Regions from separate parts of the Danio rerio genome. Here region 1 is linked to region 2. The links are chromatin contacts, called in public Micro-C maps. All regions are on one chromosome and are shown on one strand. The core of a region is the stretch at or near the end of the contact, and the rest is flanking DNA. Distances in the headings are between cores, read along the strand shown.

Region 1 (6,846 bases), core at 2,199-4,698, 140 kb after region 2:
TATTAATTAATTTATTTAAAAATATATAAAACCTAATAAAACTATTTAGTTTAATATTGTAATTTCTGGTATTTAATAAGCGTATTTATTAATGCTTATTTATTAAGCTCGTTTTATTACTTTGTAGGTTTTTTTATTTTATTTTTTTGTCTTATAATTATATATTTTTATTTTATCTATTCAGCTTTTTCTCCGATGACAATGCTAATAAAACATCTTAATTAAATTGTATAATCCAGCTTAACAGTTCACAAATTAACATTGTTAGTCTATGAAAACCATGTATTATTAAGATGAAGAACTTTTATATCGAAAATAATAATCATTTCATTTTGTTTTCCACAGTTGCCATTAGCAGAACAGAACCATAAAAAATGACAATGGAATTAAATTATTTAGATTAGTATGATAGTTTCCAGTCTTATTTATTTATTTATTTTGTTATTTATTATTTAATTACTATTTTTATATTTATTTAATTTAAAAATGGACAATGATATTAATATAAATAATATTATAATTTTCATTTTTAAAAAAGCTATTTTTTATAATTTCAATAATATTAAATGTTCATTAATTCATTTGTTTATTCATTCATTTATTTTAACTGGAATTTTTACACTATAATAGTTTTTTCCCATTTTAATTAATTATTGTTTATTATTATTTTATTGCCATCGTTGGCTCCATAAATGGATGAATGAATTAATGAATGAATGAATAAATAAATAAATAAATAAATAAATAAAAGTTCTCAATAGAGAACCAAATTTTTTAAAGCATAATATCTAATAATAAAGCTATTATTTAATTTTATTTATTATGTATTATTTGTTTAATCTATTTCTTATTCAAATAAACTTTCATTTATTTATTAATATTACAAACAGCCAACCACAAGCTGGCCACTTCATATTTCCAAACGGGTCGAATATAGCCCACGGATTGAATGGGCCTGTAATACATTTGAAAACTATTGTTCACATGCCAAAGGGATGTTCTTTGAAGTACAAATGCATACGATATATCTGATCTTATTTTGACCATGCAAAAGCGATGGCGAGTCTCTGTACGCAAATGCTCCAGAGGGACCGGCCGCAGATCTGATGGTAATCGGTGCTTGTTTTCGGGAGGTCAGTTGCAGTTCTTGGGCTCTGCTGGCTTGGGCAGGTGCTCAATCACTGCGTCCCCAGTGCGAGCTGCAATCCCCAGAATGCGACTGTGTGGCGTCTGCAGGGTTGCTCTCCCATCTGATCTCAGCACAGCAGCTACAGCTGAGGTCAGAATTATTAGCCCTTCTGAATTATTAGCCCCCCTCACCAATCTCTATTTAACTGAGAGATTTTTTCAACACATTTCTAAACAGTTTTAATAACTCATTTATGATAACTGATTTCATTTATCTATGCCATGATGACAGTAAATAATATTTATCTACATATTTTTAAGACACCAGGATTCAGCTCAAAGTGACATTAAAAACTTAACTAGTAGTTAGGGTATTAAGGCAAGTCATTGTATGATGGTTAGTTCTGTGGATAATAAAAAAAGTGCTTAAAGGGGCTTATAATATTGACCTTAAAATGGGTTTTAAAAAATTAAAAACTGCTTTTATTCTAGCCGAAATAAAACAAATAAGACTTTCTCTAGAAGAAAAAAATATAATAGGAAATTCTGTAAAAATGTCCTTGCTCTTTTAAACATAATTTGGGAAATATTTGAAAAAGAAAAAAAAATCACAGGAGGACTAATAATTTTGACTTCAACTGTATAAAGCAGGAGGTGACCAAATGCTGACCGTTGGCAGGGCTCCACCACAGCTCTAAAAGGGACACAGACAGGGTTCAAGAGTGCACTTGCTGCTAGTGAACCATGAATAGTGATGTCATGGCTGTCAGGTTTTCTCGTGAATGCTTAAGAGTCAGACATCATGTTTTATGCAGGTGGTGTAACTCATTTTAAGTCTTTAAATTGGACAAAAACAGCAAGTGAGTTGGCGCATTGATATACCGAGCAAATGGTTTGCTGCTATCATGCACTCAAACAAACTCATTCATTCATTCATTCATTCATTTTCTTTTCAGCTTAGTCCCTTTATTAATCCGGGATCGCCACAGCGGAATGAACCGTCAACTCATCCAGCACATGTTTTACGCAGCGGATGACCTTTCAGCCGCAACCTTTTTCTGGGAAACATCCACACACACTCATTCATACTCATACTCTGCGGTCACTTTAGCCTACCCAGTTCACCTGTACCACATGTCTTTGGACTGTGGGGGAAATTGGAGCACCCGGAGGAAACCCACACGAACTCGGGGAGAACATGCAAACCCCACACAGAAATGCTAACTGACCCAGCCGAGGCTCGAACCAGCAACCTTCTTGCTGTAAGGCGACAGCACTACCTACTGCGCCACCGCATCACCCCAATATATTCATTCATTTTCTTGTCAGAATACTTGACATTCAAGAAAAGTTAAACAATTTCTCAAAGTATGTCTCTCTAATTATTCATTATTAAAAACATAACGTAAACAAATTTGATAATCCTAACTTACCTAAAAGAGAAAAAGTTTAGTCACATTAACATCTGACTTTTTTTTACATGGCCATGTGCCTTTTTATACAGTGTATATAAACTTCTGGTTTCTCTTTCATTTCATGCAAAACAACAAAATGTTCGGTGTTTGTAATAATATCAACAGAAACAAATAATACAAATCAAACCAAGAATTGTATTACTCTTAACCCTGCTGAAAAATCCAGCTTAAACTAGCCTAGATTGGTTAGCTGGTTTTAGCTGGTTGACCAGCCTGGTTTTAGAGGGGTTTTGGCCATTTCCAGGCTGGTCTTAGCTGGTCAGGCTGTTAAATTACCAGCTAAAACCAGCTTGACCAGCCTGGTTTAAGCTGGACATAGCTGGTTTTGGCTGGGCTCCCAGTCTAGCTAGGCTGGTCAAGCTGGTTTTAGCTGGTCATCTCCCAGCCTGACCAGCTAAGACCAGGCTGAAATGAAACCAGCCTGGAAATGGCCAAAACCCCACTAAAACCAGCCTGGTCGACTAGCTAAAACCAGCCAACCAGCCTAGGCTGGTTTAAGCTGTATTTTCAGTAGGGAAATGTTCACACAATGTTCCTCACAGTGGATTTCTTCCTTGATTCTGTATTTTTTCTTTCAGTTCAATTCACTTCAACTTAAATTTAGTGATTTAGCAGCTTTTACTAAATGTACACATTATTGTATTGCAGTATCATACCTTAAATAGTAGCTAATTACTTTAACGAATTAACTTTCCTAATAGCTTTTTTCTAGCTGTCGTCAAGAAACATTTCTCAGAAAGCTAGTCCGTTGCTGCCATCTACCGGACAAATGTAATATCACACCGACCCGAGCTCTTCACAACACGAGCAGCACTGGAGTGGTTTTGGAGAATATGGCCTCCTTAAAACTTGCTCACTAGAAACCGATACCTCAAGCTGTTCTTAATAGGATTAAAGTCCGCGTCGATGGACCCATTTGTCATCGCGACACACAGGCTGCGCCATTTGGCCTCTCTCTTTCACTCCCGTCTGGCCTGTTCACTGGAGTGTGTGCTCTGTTATGGAAAAAAGACTAATTGGCCTACTTATGGCCCACAGGGTAAGTCTGTCATTCAGTGGCCACTGGGAAGTAAAGTTGCTCTCTGTTCGCTATCTTCAGCTGCTCAGAGCGAGGACTCTTGGGCTTTCTCCAGTGTTCCTGAAGATCCTACTGTTTATCTCTTTACTTTTTTTCTTTTTCTTGAGTTGCATGTGCTCACCAAATGCTCATAATTTAAAATATCTAATATAATAACAACAGAAAACCTCATAGAATTAGTGATTTTTTAATGGTTATAGTGGGAATGAATAATTGTCCATGTGGGTTTTCACTGGTTGTTGCTCTCTTTTGACGGTGTGCTAAAACTCACTAAATCCTGCTGGACTCCCTAAACACAACTTCAGCTGAGTGGAGACTCTTGGAACAAGGTAAAGTTGGTTTTATATTCGCACATTCGCTTATTATGAAATCTCTATATTGTTTACCATTTTACTTTGAATATTCGATTGAAATTTGCATGCAACTATGATTTAAAACAACATCAACACTGTTTATTAGACTGTAAACACTGTTGTAATTTGGCTGCTAATATGATTTCACTAATTAGAGTTTGAAAATAATACTTTTATGAAATTATGTTATCAAGGGGGAAGTCTGAATGTGCGAATATAAAACCAACTTTACCTTTGGCCTTACCTAAAGGTGTTCCTGAAAATCCTACTGTTTATCTCTTGTCCTTTCTTCTCTCTTTTCATAAGTTGCATGTGCTCACCAATGCTCGCAATTCAAAATATCCAATACAATAGCAAAAGAAAACCTCATAGAATTTGTCATTTTTTAATGTTTGGAGTCGGAATGGAAGTTGTCATTGTGGGTTTCTACTGGTATTTTGTTGCTCTCTTTTGGTGGTGTGCTAAAACTCGATAAATAATAATGGAATATGTCCCAAACACATCTTCAGCAGCTCAGAGCGAGGCCTCTTGGCCTTTCCTAAAGATGTTCCTGGAGATCTGACTCTTTTCATTTCCGTTCGTTTCCTATCATTTTCTTTTCTTTTTTTTATAAGTTCCATTTGCTCATTGATGCCCCAGTTCAATATATCTCTTCTCTGTTTTAATGTATTTTTATTTAATATAATAGAAAACCTCATAGAATATGTAATTTTTTTATGATTATAGTAGGAATGGAAGTTGTCCCTGTGGGTTTTTACTAATACTTTTTTTTGATGGTGTGTTAAAATTTACAAAACTACAATGGAATATGACCTAAAACACTGCAGAAACCATTCAAATAGTAGTTTTTAATTTTAAACAGGTTATGGTTTGTAATGTTTTAAAGGTAACTGTGGTGGAAATCATTAGAACTTTATAATATATATAAGACAGTTTTAGATTAAAATTTCAGAAAAAAAAAAAAAAAACCTCTGTGCCGTCTGAAATTTTCATCTAAAATTGTCTTTTTTTTTCTCTTCAGGCTGGTGTGAGTAGTTTCAGTAATTTTACCCTGAGTGCGAAGAAAAGATTATTTTCATTGCCAGTGAAATAACTTAACATAAACATATAAGGTTGAAAAAACACAAGTTTTAGAGAACTATTTTACACGGTTTTTGCATCTAAATTACCAAAATATAGGATGGTAAATTACCATCCTATATTTTTAATTTATTAACATTTCACACCAACAATCAAAATACTAGATCTGGTTCATGTATTCGTCTGATAGTTCCAAGGGCATTATCAGAACTTGGCAAACGTGCTTTTTCCGTTCACGCTCCCAGGGCTTGGAATGACCTGCAAAATCAGCTCAATCTTGACACTCTTCCGACTCTGAGTACTTTTAAACATCTTTTATACAACATTTTAAAGGACACCTGCAATTGTTTGTTATGAGCTGATGTTTTTAAGAATGGTGATTTTGTAATTTTGTGGTATTGTTTGTGATTTTTATATGAAACTTTATGTGTTGCCTGCCATCTTGACCAGGTCTCACTGGAAGAAGAGACAGTACTGTCTCAATGTGATCTCCTGGCTAAATAAAGGAAATAAATAAACTATACTATATATATGTGTGTGTGTGTGTGTGTGTGTGTGTGTGTGTGTGTGTGTGTGTGTGTGTGTGTGTGTGTGTGTGTGTGTGTGTGTGTGTGTGCAAAGTCGGAATTATTAACCCCCCTTTTAATATTTTTATATTTCCTAAATGATGTTTAACAGAGCAAGGAAATTTTCACAGTATGTCTGATAATATTTTTTCTTCTGGAGTAAGTCTTATTTGTTTTATTTCAGCTAGAATAAAAGCAGTTTTGAATTTTTTAAACACCATTTTAAAGACAAAATTATTAGCCCCTTAAAGCTTTATTTTTTTTAACCCACTGATATACAATACCTTACCTAATTACCCTAAACTGCCTAGTTAACCTAATTAACCTAGTTAAGCCTTTAAATGTCACTTTAGGCTGTAGAGAAGTGTCATGAAAAATATCAAGTAAAATATTATTTGCTGTCATCATGGCAAAGATAAAATAAATTGGTTATTAGAAATGAGTTATTGAAACTATAATGTTAGGAAATTTGTTGAAAAAATCTGCTCTCCGTTAAACAGAAATAGGGTATAATATATATATATATATATATATATATATATATATATATATATATATATATATATATATATATATATATATATATATATATATATATATAAATCATACTTATTGAAATGATCATTGACTTCGAAATCCAAATTTAAGCAATTTAAAATAAAACAAATATATTTTTATTTATTCATTCGCTTTTTAATAAATCTATCAATCAATGTTTAGAAAAATAAACTTTTATTTAAAATTGTACTATTAAAATGCTCTTACTTTTGAGATTTAATGCCACCAAGTGGAAACGGAAACACGTTTTAAAGGAATAGTCTATCAATTTGCTCATAATATAATGTTCTCACCTCAGACCATCCAAGTTGTTACTTTTTTCTTCAGGCAGGACTGTAGATCCATAATCATTGACGATTTTAAAAAATAAGATAAAATAAGTGAGGGTAAGCAAATGATGACAGAAGTCAAATCTTTTAAATGAGCTTTCTGGCTTTCCACTGTCTCTGCATTATTTATTTGTACAGAAGAAATAAAGCACATAATAACATCACAAAGAATTTGCCTGCATCATAAATATCCAAAAAACTTCATATATTGTAGCATATCTTGTAGAAGTAAGAGTGGAAAACAAGCCATGACTTTGAAACTGTTTAAAGACGTCTCTA
Region 2 (6,767 bases), core at 3,948-6,447:
GCTGTGGCGACCCCAGATTAATAAAGGGACTAAGCTGACAATAAAATTAATAATATAATATAATATAATAATTTATAATATTAAATAGCTACTAATAATAATAAAACGTGTTTTAAGGAGCATCACATGACATTTTTACAGCCTTTTCGATGCAATCTTACGCCAATTCATTTTCTTATACAGTCAATGTTGTAACATAAATTGTCTCTAAACCTTTACTAGGACCGCTATAGCACTTCATTCCACCACATATGCTTTCCTACATGTATATTCTCATAATTTCAGGCTAGGATTAAAATAAGACTGACATAAAGTACATTTCTTTTTGACTGTAAAGGAAAGCATTATGCTAATTTATAGCATGTTGACATGTTGCAACAAGACAGGTCACGACACATCAATTAAACACACTAGCATTAATTCTTCTTTGCCCGAGGCTAACATGAGCACTTGTAAGACTACAGTCCAAACTCTTTTCATTTAAATCCACTAAATTCGCTTTTTAGCACTTCCTCTAAAAGTCGTGACTGAGGCAAAATGATTTCAGCACTTCCCTGCCACACTGCGAAGACCAAACTGTGAATTTCACTATGATATTTCTGCACAAAGCCTCGCCTCAGGACGGAGGAACAAGAACAGGACGAGAAGAAACTATAGAAAGAATATCTCCTTTGTGATATTGTATTTTACTCAGGCTCTCTCTTGTTTTTTCTCTCTGAGATTTATCAAATAGGCTATACTTTGGCTCAACATGAGTATATTTTTATGCTTCTGGAGTTTGTTGCGTTATATTGAACACAATGAGAGATTTGAGGACGAACACTGCCACCTACAGTTGGAACATATAACTACACATTAATAAATTGACCAAAGTAAGGTAAAAGACAAAGATCAACTGCAGTCTATGGTCTGTCCCCAGAGGACACATGAAAGTTTAGAGTAACAATAAAAAATATTTAAGATAATTTTAGATAACAGCATTAAATAACTATTGCTGTGATGCAGTTTTAGGTTTTATAAAATAGCTCTTATGTCCAGTGTTGTGTTTGTTCATTAATTTTATTTTCTGCTTAGTCCCTTTATTAATCCGAGGTCGCCACAGCAGAATGAACCGCCAACTTATCCAGCACGTTTTTACGCAGTGGATGCCCTTCCAGCCGCAATCCATCTCTGGGAAACATCCACACACACTCATTCACACCCATCCACAACAGACAATTTAGCCTACCCAATTCACCTGTTCTGCATGTCTTTGGACTGTGGGGGGCACCCAGAGAAAACCCACGTGAACACAGGGAGAACATGCAAACTATCCAAGAAACGTAAATGCTAAGATCTCATTGTATTGTTGTCTTCATGACAATTTACAGCATTTTATATCAAGCTCCCATTGATATTTTAGGCTTCGCAGGGCCATATTGGACCCCCAAGACACAAAAGAAGTTACAATTGAGCTGTTTTGATGGGTGAGCGTGTTAGCGTCATTGATCGCGTTAGCTTGCTAGTGCGAATACCACTGAATGCCTGATTGTTGTTAGTTTCAGGTGGATTTACAAATAATTCATTCATAATGTTTCTCAACACAATATGTATATTCATACATTCATTCATTCTCTTTTTGGTTTAATCCCTATATTAATCTGGGGTCGCCACAGTGGAATGAACCGCCAATTTTTCCAGCATCTGTTCTATGCAGCAGATGCCCTTCCAACCACAACCCATCTCTGGGGAACATCCACACACACATTCACACACTACGGACAATTTAGCCTACCCAATTCACCTGTACTGCATGCCTTTGGTCTGTGGGGGAAACCAGAGCACCCAGAGGAAACCCACGCAGGGAGAACATGCAAACTCCACACAGAAACGCCAACTGAGCTGGAGATCGAACCAGCCACCTAGCGACCTTCTTGCTGTGAGGCAACAGCACTACCTACTGCGCCACTGCTTCACCCAATATGTTATGTTTGGTGTTATTTTAAAATATGAAAGTAATATTTTCATACAGCACATGGCTTTGCTTTTTGATTTATTAAGCATCAGGTTGTGTGTTAACAGTTCAACTAAATTTTATTGCTGGACTCTTTAATTTAACGTTAATATTTTTTATGAAGCTCACATTGATGCTTTATGCTTTCCAGGGCCATATTCTGACCAAGCATTAAAGTCATATATGGTTATCTCATTTCATGATGATGTAAGAATGACCTGTATAAATCACTGGATTTTATGTTTGGTACTTAGTTCACAGTTTATCTCTACTTTTATTTTAAAGTAATAATTGCATAGCATGTTGAAGACTGAAGCCTCCAACTTATTATTGCTTTCAGTGAGTCACAGGCCTGATGAAGCAGCAGAGACAAATAAGCCAACAACAGTAAGCTAAACCATGCTGTTTATCAACCGTTATCGGCACAACATTATCTCCTCAACATCGACAACTGCAGCTTCTGTCTGAGTTCCTGAGGTCTGACTGAGAAATCGTTAATCATTACAATTTTAATTCATCTAATCGGAGCACATAGCGAAGCCGAGGGCATCTGAATGAATCTACATTGATTTTCAGATTTGTACTAATTTTCACTGCACTAAAGGTGAGTGATGAGTCTGAGGGATGATTTATTTATCTCTTTAAAGCACTGCAGATGAATAGGGTAAGCAATAAAAATAATAATAATTATTATTTATTTATTCATTTTGGCTTAGTCCCTTTATTAATCAGGGATCGCCACTGTGGAATGAACCAGCAACTTTTCCAGCTTATGTTCTATGCAGCAGATGCCCTTCCAGCTGCAAACAGCGCTACCCAATGCGCCACCACACCACTCAATAATAATAATAATAATAATAATAATAATAATAATAATAATAATAATAATAATAATGGTGATGCAGTGGGTGGTGCTGTCCCCTAACAGCAAGAAGGTCGCTGGTTCGAGCCTTCCGCTGTGGCGACCCCTGATTAATAAAGAGACTAAGCTAAACAGAAAATTAATATATAATAACAATAGTTTACATTGTGCTGTACTTCCTCAGTTGATTGATTTAATTTCATGAATTAATTCATGTTATCCGATCTTAAGTCGGTTAAGTTAACCATTAACAAATAAGAGGATTGAACATAAAAAAATGAAGTTAATCTCAAATGTTGTTTCAGCTCATTTTAAATAAGTAATCTGATATATATATATATATATATATATATATATATATATATATATATATATATATATATATATATATATATATATATATATATATATATATATATATATATATATATATATATATATGCAAATGATATATGTAAACACTAATGTGTATTATGTTATAATAATACATAATTTATACAACAAATTTATACAACAAGAATCTGAACAATGGATGAAATCAGGTTCACATATACTGGGTTATTATTTTATATACATGGTGTTTTATTATTGGTTATTATTTGATATATAAAGGATATTTGTGTAATCTGTGGCAGTTTTTATCACTTGTAATTGAAATGAAAATACTGTGAACGGGCCAGAAAATAAATAGACAGTATCTTTTTTTTTAACAATAAAATGCAATATACAGGCGTGGATTTAACCAATAAGTGAGGTAAGCAGCCGCTTAGGGTTGTCTGGGGGCCCACAATAAATACCTAGGAGTTTCTATAAACTATATATATATATATATAATGTAATTTTCTATCCTATTTTGTAGGATAAAGGTCTAACAAATACAGATTATTACATCTGTGCAATTGAGAGGCGCAGTAGGTAGTGCTGTCGCCTCACAGCAAGAGGGTCACTGATTCGAGCCTTCTGTGCCTTCTGTTTCCCCCACAGTCCAAAGACATGTGGTACAGGTGAATTGGGTAAGCTAAATTGTCTGTAGTGTGTGTTTGAATGTTTCCAAGTGATGGGTTGTGGCTGGATAGGCATCCGCTGCGTAAAACAGATGCTGGATAAGTTGGCGGTTCATTCCGCTGTGGCGACCCAAGATTAATAAAGGGAGTAAGCCGAAAAGAAAATGAATGAATGAATGCATCTGTGCAATTGTGTCCCCCCCACCCCCAATCATGGATTAGTCCAGCAATCACTCATTCATTCATTTTCCTTCAGCTTAGTCCCTTTATTAATCAGGGGTCACCACAGCGGAATAAACCTGCCAAATTATATAGCATATATTTTACACAGCGGATGCCCTTCCAGTTGCAACTGGGACTGGGAAACACCAATACACACTCATTCTTACACTCATACACTACGGACAATTTTATTCAATTCACCTACAGAGCATGTGTTTGAACTGTGGTGAAAATCGGAGCACAGCGAGCACAGCGACTTTCTTGCTGTGAGGTGAAGGTGATAACCACTGCACCACCATGCCGCCTGTCCAGCAGTCAAATCAGATTAAAATGAAGTTTTAAAAACCACATAGTTTATTTATTATTTTTAGTTGTAAACTGATTTAGGCAAACAAATCATTAAAAATGTAGAGATTGCGTTATGATAAAAATATGGAAAGGAAGACAGTGATATAAAAAGACAGCTAAATAAACAAATATATAAATACAAATACAAAGTGTGTATTACTGTAAGACTTATGGTTCCCATGGCTCGAATTGCTTAGGGCCCCAAAATCACTAAATCAGGCCCTGACAATATATAATCACGCAAATTACGTAAGAACATTTCTCTTAGTAAATATATTTTCAGAATATAGAATAAAAACTGCAGTTTGGTGTTTTAAAACATGCTTTGCGACCAAAATCTACATAGATTTATAAAGTGAGCTAGAATTAACATTTTAAATTGTAAATACTTAAATTGTTTAGCAAGGTTTCTTTCTTTTAAACTGGGAGGAAAACACTTGTGAACAGTCACATCGACCAGCATATTAATATTGCGCACTAAGAACAGTGTTTAGCCTGCATTGTCGCCATGTATTATTTACCTTTTCTCTAGTTTTGGTTTTGACGTCCATCTCGAAAGCTCATACACGATATGACCCCTTATTACTTGTTTACCCCTGCCTTGTAGGCTTAAATAAAAAAAAAGCAGAGTTTAATGTGTAAAACGTCGCCTCCGCGTGGTCTTCACAGGAACTGTACATTTGTGTCGTGAAGCGACTGTGCATCACGACAGTTATTTCTCACATACGGTAAAGGCGTTTTAAAGACAGACGGGATGGTCATACATTTAAGCTAACTAGCAGAGTTGACGCGATTAACCGACTGGATTATTAATTGTTTTAAAAATGGGAATAGCCGACGAGGCTGACCGGACTCTGTTTGTTGGGAACTTGGACCCCCAAGTCACAGAAGAAGTTATATTCGAGCTGTTTTTACAGGTAAGCGTGTTAGCGTCAGTTGAGTACGTTAGCTTGCCTGTGCTAATACTACTGAAGGCCTGGATGTTGTTTGTTTCAGCTCGATTTACAAACAATTCATTTATATTGTATCTCAATGGATGTTTGTTTGATAATAATGTAGTATGTTTGGTGTTATTTTAGAATACGAATCTAATGTTTCCATGCAGCACATGTTTGTGTTATTTCTTGAATTTAGCATCTGGTTAACGTTACGTGTTAACAGTTCAACAGTTTTATTGATAGAGGTAAAATTGGTTTTATATTCGCACATTCGTTCATTTAGAAGTCTGTATATTGTTTACTATGTTACTTTGAAAATTCGATCGTAATTAGCATGCAGGTGTGACTTGACTGTGAACACTGTTGTGCTTTGATAGTCATTGGCTGCTAATTTGATTTCGCTATTTAGAGTTTGCAAGTAATATTTTTATGAATTATATTATTAAGGGGAAAGTGCGAATATAAAGCCAACTTTACCTCTATGTTACATTGTTGGACTTCTAATATTAACATTAATATCCGAATTTACTTCAACTCTAGTCATTCATATGCAACAGGATTGTATTTTTCTTTTGGCAGTTAATTTAATAGATGTCAACGAATTTCACTGCTAAATAATCATTTTATTGCTCGAACTGACAATACAAGAACATCAGAACAAAATCATTGAGTTAAAATTGGTTTTATATTCACACATTCGTTCAGTGACAGCATGGTACTTTGAATATTCGGACTAAAATCACATGCAAGTTTGACTTCAAAACAACATTAGCACTGTTTCATTGGCTGTGAACAGAGATAGAGATAAAGTTGGTTTTATATTCGCACATTCAGACTTTCCCCTTAATAATATAATTTCATAAAAGTATTATTTGCAAACTCTAAATAGCGAAATCATATTAGCAGCTAATGAGTATCAAAGTACAACATTTTTCAGTTTAATAAACAGTGTTGTTGTTTTCAAGTCACACTTGCATGCTAATTCGAATCGAATATTCAAAGTAACATGGTAAACAATATGGAGACTTCGAAATGAACGAATGTGTGAATATAAAACTTACTTTACCTCGATTGAACAATGTTGTTTTTATTGGCTGATTATATGATTTATTAAGGTGAAGTTGGTTTTATATTCGCACATTCAGCCTTTCTCCTTAATAATATAATTTCAGAAAAGTATTGTTTGCAAATTCTTAATAGTAAAATCATATAATCAGCCAATAAATATATCTCAAAGTATTTTGGAATAATGTTGTCAGGGGAATTTTAACCCTCTACTGCACGTATTATGATAAATCTATATAAAAAAAGACTAAAATGGCTGAACTTGAAGTGTTTTTAAAAAAATATTGGAATTTATTTGTTTAGGTACTTTATGATATGTTGTCATATGGCAGCAA

Evidence for each region. A called contact is a pair of places that touch in the nucleus more often than the background predicts.
Region 1: a Micro-C map of caudal fin shows a contact between it and region 2, with 17 times the contacts expected there. The contact joins the enhancer-like site here to the promoter of rbm7 in region 2. A contact is called at or near these places in 4 of 18 Hi-C or Micro-C datasets (caudal fin, embryo and hematopoietic stem cells) and 1 of 4 datasets of contacts at active chromatin or transcription factors (caudal fin).

What each region holds. Positions count from the first base shown.
Region 1 is chr18:50,472,978-50,479,823 of GRCz12tu, forward strand. No RefSeq gene overlaps it. Among named protein-coding and RNA genes, the nearest start is that of barx2, 130 kb to the left of the region's middle. Within about 2 kb of position 3,449, at least 25 of the 62 cell types and tissues checked have an H3K27ac peak or open chromatin away from gene starts, as enhancers often do. A contact at or near this core is called in caudal fin, where this site is marked.
Region 2 is chr18:50,327,861-50,334,627 of GRCz12tu, forward strand. rbm7 (RNA binding motif protein 7) reads left to right here and starts at 5,198. Exons shown (of 5, transcript NM_199925.1): 1 at 5,198-5,346. The coding sequence starts at 5,254. LOC141378686 (a long non-coding RNA gene) reads right to left here and starts at 5,040. Exons shown (of 4, transcript XR_012393887.1): 1 at 4,951-5,040.